2 separate regions of the Columba livia genome follow, and region 1 is linked to region 2. A link is a contact called in public Hi-C data. All regions are on one chromosome and are shown on one strand. Each heading gives the region's core, a stretch centred on a gene start, on an enhancer-like site or on the middle of the called end of the contact. The rest is flanking DNA. Distances are from core to core; before and after follow the strand shown.

What was found. Hi-C and Micro-C count contacts between places; a contact is called where the count stands out from the background.
Region 1: a contact with region 2 is called in a Hi-C map of liver, with 6 times the contacts expected there. The contact joins two enhancer-like sites. A contact is called at or near these places in 2 of 2 Hi-C or Micro-C datasets (crop and liver).

What each region holds. Positions count from the first base shown.
Region 1 is chr3:54,258,219-54,261,620 of bColLiv1.pat.W.v2, reverse strand. No RefSeq gene overlaps it. Among named protein-coding and RNA genes, the nearest start is that of SMPDL3A, 26 kb to the right of the region's middle. Within about 2 kb of position 1,875, at least 1 of the 3 cell types and tissues checked has an H3K27ac peak away from gene starts, as active enhancers do.
Region 2 is chr3:54,217,619-54,221,054 of bColLiv1.pat.W.v2, reverse strand. No RefSeq gene overlaps it. Among named protein-coding and RNA genes, the nearest start is that of FABP7, 8.8 kb to the left of the region's middle. Within about 2 kb of position 1,639, at least 1 of the 3 cell types and tissues checked has an H3K27ac peak away from gene starts, as active enhancers do.

The DNA of each region.
Region 1 (3,402 bases), core at 626-3,125, 40 kb before region 2:
ATTGCATTGTGCATCACTTGTTTTGTGTATTCTTGTATCACTATTATTATTATTATTTTCCCTTTTCTGTCCTACTAAACTGCCTTTGACTCAAACTATGAGTTTTACTTTTTTTTCTGATTCTATCCCCTGTCCCACTGTGGGGGTGGGTGAGCAAACAGTTGTGTGGTGTTTTGCTACCTGCCAGGTTAAACCTCAAGAATAGGCTAGACAAGAACCACATTAAACGGTGCTCCAGGAAGAGGTTGGCTTTTGGGATTTTTTGCTTTTCCTCTTGTCCAAGAGAAGCCTGGGAAGGAATGATTGCCCCTATAAATACAGCAGAAGGCTAAATATTGGAAACAGGAAAGGCTAATTTAACTTATTCAACAATGTTGTCACAAAAACATACAGTAAAAGAGGGATGATTAAAAAAATGTGTCTGCAAATTAGAAGAGAGTTTCTGATAGTTCTCAGAGGTGTGCAGCAAACTATCTCAATACTCAAATAAATGCTTACATTGTCACTGTCACTAGCACAACTGCATTGCAGCCAAAAGAGATGCCCTAGGGTAGATGGGGCTTCTCCTAGCCACCCAGATGACATCCTCCTTATTGACATTTTAGAAGGAATATCACGTGCCGCAGAAATGGAGCAAGGGAACAAAGTGAGGCATGGAGGAGCACATCTGCCTGGAGAGTCCTAGAAGACCTCAGACTGTGCAAAGGTGTGATGTGGCACAGTCCAGCAGCACAAGCCTTCCAAGTGCTCACTGCCCCACAACCAAGCTCTGCTCTGGTTTTCAGAGGACTACAAGGTTGCTGCGTGCCTTCACAGTACAGACAGGCAAGCCTCCTAATCCCTCACAAAACTTGTTTCTCTCCATGATCACAGTTTCCCATGACAACAGTGTTTCTCCATAGGAACACTATGCCTGGCTGCCAAGAGATGGATGTTTGTGACCGCAGAAATTTCACAGGAGCTGGACTTGCCCCCAGCAGATGGGAATGGTCCAGGTGCTCATGGTGTGCAAAGTATATATGAAGCCTTCCCTTTCCCCAGTCCATTTTTCCACTTCTGAAAGAAGCAACAACCAAGACTCATTGCAAAGAGGAAAATTAAACTTCTTTTGAATTTCAAAACAGAACAAACAAGCTATCACTTTCTCTTGAGATAACATCAGCAGCTTGCAAAAACAAGGACAAGCTGTGCGTATGTACCCATCTTGAATTGGTGGGTGGAACAGAAAACTGGAACCACAAATGGACACTCTGTGTTACAATAATGTTTTTGAAAGAGAACTGGCTGCTGTGCTACTATATTGACACAGGGTCCCCAAATCAATTGTAGGGACATCACCCTGAGAAACAGGAATGAGGGATGCACTCTGACTCCTTGGTTTTCCCAGAAGCTGTCACAGGTCCTGCGGAGGAGCGGCTCCCTGGCACGGTGGGGGACTGTGGGGTGATTCCTCACCACGCCACGCTCATCCCACTCATCCCAATTACACACCCCGCTTTTGTGCCTCCCAGCTTGTGGAGGGTCAGAGAGCCCTGTGAGTTTCGTGGTTTTGTTCCCTTCATTACCATGCAGACAATATTCAGCTGTTCTCAAGGAAGGTCTGGGATCCCTGCTCTTTTCCCAGGCTTTCTTCTTGCTCATGAAAAGAGGAAAAACAACAAGGAGCCTGTTTGGCTCTGTCTGGCCGAGCTGTGGGCTGAGGGTGATGTAACGCCGAGCCCGGCGGTGACTGGCTGCAGCCAAACTGGTCATGCTCTGTCCAGGCATGGCGCGGCCCTCGCTGCCGCCCGCCTCACACCTCGGCCCCGCCACCGCACAAAGGCTCTGAGCGGGAGCATTCAAGGGCGAACAAAGAGCCAGCCAAGCGTGAAGCTTGAGGGGATCTCCCCCTCGGCACCGAGATGGCTCCCAGCCCTCACCCCAGTGCCTGCCCAGAGCTCTCGTGCTTCCCGTCTCATCCGGGGGGCACCCGCCTGGACCCACAGAGATGATGATGATGATGGTGACTATTATCTGGTGGAACATGGGTTTGTGAAATTGGAACTGGCGAGAGAAATAAGCAGAGAAGGAAGAAAACAAAATTGGTTTTGTTTCAGAGGATAGAGGAACAGGTCTCAACTAATGTAAATCAGCACAGTCTCGTTGCCTTCAGTGGCAGATATATTAAAATAAATATCAGCATGAAAGTTGGTCCATGATGTCAGATAACTGAAGGGAGTTTAACGTTACAACTGTTCCACAGTTCCTCGTTGGAAGTTCCTCGTTAGCAAGCTAAATGCCTACTATTTAAAGAGAAACATTTATTCAGTGGGTTTTGTCATCTTTTGACATTTCATTTTGCCTAAAAATACTATTTTCAAATTAAAAAAAAAAAAAATCCTTAGTCAAAATTTGGTGACTGCTTATGATTGACTTTTCAGTTTTAATTTTGAAAATGAGTTACATTCTTATAACTATTAGATTGCCACAGAAAGACAATAGTTCTCACGCTTGTTGTGTGATCTCACCAGACACCTGATATAGAAAGGTCTTATTAAATATTTGAGGTTCCTTCACAGTAGAGGGTAGTAAACACAGGATTTGTGTTTGTTAACTAGCTTTACATTTTCAGTGTTCATTCTGCCTTCACTTAGCCCATCAAAGACTGACTCCTGGGGTGACACATCCGAACACTTTGTTGCTCACAACAGTTGCAGCCTCTTGACAGATTCAGGGGAATGAAAAGCGACGGAAATTTGCAGCTCATTTTCAGAGGGGCAAGATTCTGAAAGCATATAACCAGATTTTTCCAAGAAAATACTAGACTTTAAGTGAAAGGAGAGAAGGAGTGGAAAGGATTAAGCACTCCATGTTATCTGAAACATCTCTCACCTTAAAACTTGATTGACTTCCAAAGTACTAGTCAATTTACCTTTCAGATGCAACTTCCCAAAACATGGTGTCAATTAAACTTGCATAATAGGTGTCTGTCAGCATGCAGTTTTATCCTTTTAAATGCCTTCCAGAGTCTGGAGTTTGAAACGTGCTGTATTTAAATTCAATCTAATTAAAGGTTGGAAATTAATTCATTAATTGTTAATTATAATGGAAATAAGTGCCCAGATACTTGATCTGCATGCCTTTATACTCATTAAAACATAGAGTGAAAGTACAAATAAACAGTAAAGCCCTACTAAGTAAAGCCATGCTTATCACCCAGCAACACAGATACTCATTTAAGAAAACCTTCCCCTCAAGTTTTTCATCAGCCTTTTTAAGTGCTTCCAAATACATTTGTAATCTTATTCCTATTTCAGGCCATTTCCCAAGAGTACGCAGCTGCTGTCTGTTTCTGCAGCTCAGAGGCACAAAGTGCATGCACATGAAGTGTAATGAACATTTTCCTTCAAGAGAACAGAAGTT
Region 2 (3,436 bases), core at 390-2,889:
CATGGCACAGCTTTCATGCCTTTAGCCCCATCTCATTGTCCTCTCTCTCCCCTCCACCCTTAAATATACTCCTTCTTACATGTCAGCATTTAATTTTTTCCATTATAAATTTACCTAGAATTTTCCATTCACATCAGCCCATGTCAAAAAAAAAAAAAAAAAAAAAAAAAAATGGAAGTCAAGAGTTCAAAGGCTGTCTGAAAGAACTGCTTGAAAGAAACTTATTTCAGCACTTTCTGATATTGCAACACCATCTCTACTTGCATAATCACATGCTTTTTTTTTTCTAGAGAAGCAGTTCTCCCAGTGCTCAAGACAAAGATTATTCAAGAACTGCCTCAAGGCTCTTTAACGAGTCTGTTGGATATGTAAGATCTCTACCCAGTACTTGCTGGGAGGAATAGCAATGAGTTGTCCTTCAATCATCTCAATCATCTCAGTTTACTGAATATAGAGGCAATTAAAGATATCTACTTCTTATATTGGGTGTTTAAAGCACTAACAGTTGATGTTTGGCATATGGAAGTATAAGTGAGTGAAATAAGGGTTGAGCCCTGAAAAAAGTGAGTAGATAGATGTGAACTTTGTATGGAGTTAGATGACAAGTTCACAGTGATGAAGGAATGGAAGTGATGGAATTGTCAAGCAGTGAAGTAGAAGACGGGTACAAAACTGGTGGGAGAAACAAGCATGTTCAAAACCTGTAGCTCTCCCATAATGTGTCTATGGTAGTTTTCCTGTTTTTTCACTTAAAGGGCACTTTTCCTCCTCAGTGCACAGGACACCACTGCCCAGCCCCTGCTGTCTGCTGGATGCCAGAGGCGGCCCGAGCGGCTGCGGGGAGAGCCGGTCGCTCTGCTGTGGCTGCTGGGCCACAGGGGTGCTGCTGGGGAATGGGCGGCCTGCAGGAGCAGCAGCTAAACTGGGGAGCAAGAAGTCGTGTTTTCTGTGAATAGCCTGCTTATTTAGCTGAGCGGGTGCTGGTATGACCTGTGTGGAAGCCGCCCCTGAGGGGGATCCACCTGCCCCCCGTCTGCTCGTGCAGCCCAGAAGGGGATGGTGGGGGAAAAGGGCAGCACATTTGCACCCATCTCCCCCAGGCTTTTGGAGCTGCCGGGAGTCATGGTGAAACGAAGAAACAACAGCAGAGTCAATTATATTGTTAAGCGTCATTCTTTATTTTATCAGTGTTGGGGAACACTGGGGATCATCCTCCATAAGGGCTCCAAAGACTGGATGCTCTTGCGTTGCTTATGTTCACATAATTATTACATGTGCCTTACAGTTTTTGAAATTTTTGACATACAGTGCCTCTATAGTAAGAAATAATTGATGATTTTAGTTATAATTGTTTAGTTTCTTACTTACAATACATCTATTAATTATTAGTTAAATATAAACTAAGCATTTTGGTTCTAAATAATGTATCATTTAATCTTCTGTCTCCCTCTTGTCATCTAAAACTAGAAAAATATCCCCTCGTTTTGCAGGTGGTCGGAAAGCATTTATCATGTCAACTGGTTAATGATGGGTACGTCTTTTGTAACTTAATCACAGTTAATTCAGCAGCTTGTCTTGAGCCCACGAGCCATTCGGACGATGAGTCGCCGGGGCAGCTCAAGGGGCAGCGTCTGGGCGGGACACCTTGGACGCAGCGGGGCGGGTGTTCAGCGACGGGCTCCCCGGGAGCCCCGTCCTTCTTCCCACCGGCGTCGGGCGTTGCTGCGGCTTCCCTTCTTTTTCCCGTTACGGCTGACAGCGAAGGAGGTCCAACCTTGCCGCTTCCGAGGCGCTGCGGGCCGAGAGGCGGAGGGTGGCGATCCTGCGAGGAAGGCGCAGGCTCGGGCGCCATCTTGTGTCCGCCGTGGGGGGCGGCTTGACTCCCTGTCGGCCTCGACGGCTGCGGAGCCCTCGGGCGAAAGCTGCTCTTGTCCCCGTAGAAAAAAAGGAGCATTATTAGAATTAGAATTTTGGAATACTGCTAGAGATTAGTAGCAGTTTACATGCTCCTTTTTTGTTTGCCCTGCTGATTTACAAATATGCCCAAGGGATCTGGAAAAAAATGAAATATGTAGGAAGGTTAAACCATTCCTTCTCAGATTGGCTTTTCTGTACATTTTATGGTAAGTACTGGATTTATAGCATGCGTCGGTGCCCAGCAGATTCCCAGCAATAAAGCACTAGTAAGGATTGACTAAATCTTCACATCAGGTCCCTTTATATTGCAGGTATTTGCTGAATATATGTTTAATCCAGAAAAGCTGACAGCACCCAAGCTTTGTATCTCCAGCCAGAAAACCATTTTCCATCAGATCTAAGTTGTGGTGGTCTGGCGTTAGGACGTGGCACAGGACAGAGCTCTGGGCCCTCTTGCAATACGGACTGGCCCCCACCAGGCTGAACAGGGAAATGAACCAAAGTCATAATATAGCAGCTCTGAGCATTTATTTCTGATTAATATCCAAAGCAGAACAGCTTAATAGAAGGTGAAACTAAGCTCTTCTTTAAAAAAGAAACATCAAAATCAGTCATCTATGGCAGTATTGACACCCTAACCCAAATCGCAGACCCGGTATCTACAGCTGCGTAGGTTGCAAGCCAAACTTAGACACCTGTTTTATGACAGAATTTACAGGCTGAAAAGGCTTTTGGTGAGTTCACCCCTCAGTCCAAAGCCCGACATCCTTCCTTTGTCCGTGCAGTGTGGGTGAGCTTCCACCGAGAGGACTGGGTCCCATAACCAAGGCGACGTGCTGGCGTGCTGGGCTACCTGCCCGAGGGTTGAGCAACACAGAGCAGCAGTAAGGAGCACCGCATGTCTCCGAACAGCAGCCCTGTGGGGTGGCTTCAGCTGGCAGTGCTTTCCCAAGCTGAGATAAGCCATTGAAGTAGTGTTCGCAGTGACACGAGATGTCTCCTGTTTGCAATCACACAACATTCTGAACACACGCAGACACCAAGGTACTGCACCCTTAGCAATACCCTTGGAGTGAACGTCTCATATTAGCTGCAGACTGTCGACTTCTCACCAGTCCAGCTCACACTCTCTTTGCATTTTCTCTCTGAAGCAGCTGCCTCCCAGCTGGTTTTGAGGTCTCTTAAACTGTGTCCATCCACTTATGTGCACAAACTACCTGGCAGGCTGAGAATCCCACTAGATGGCAGAACAGTTTAAGCCCTTCCCCAAACCACTTCAGAGCAAGTGCCCTGGAACTCCAGTGCGCTCAGCCCCACTGGCCTGTGCTGTGTGGACCATGGGGAACCAATACATACCGCAGTGGGTCTGGGGCTCATGTTCGCATTGCTCAGCAAACACAGCCTGTGCCAAAACAGTGGAGAAATCCATGCAGAAATCTCTGTTCAATTCATTTTCATGGGCTTTATCACACGCGGAGCACCAGCAGACAGAATCATAGAATGGCCTGAGTTGAAGGCA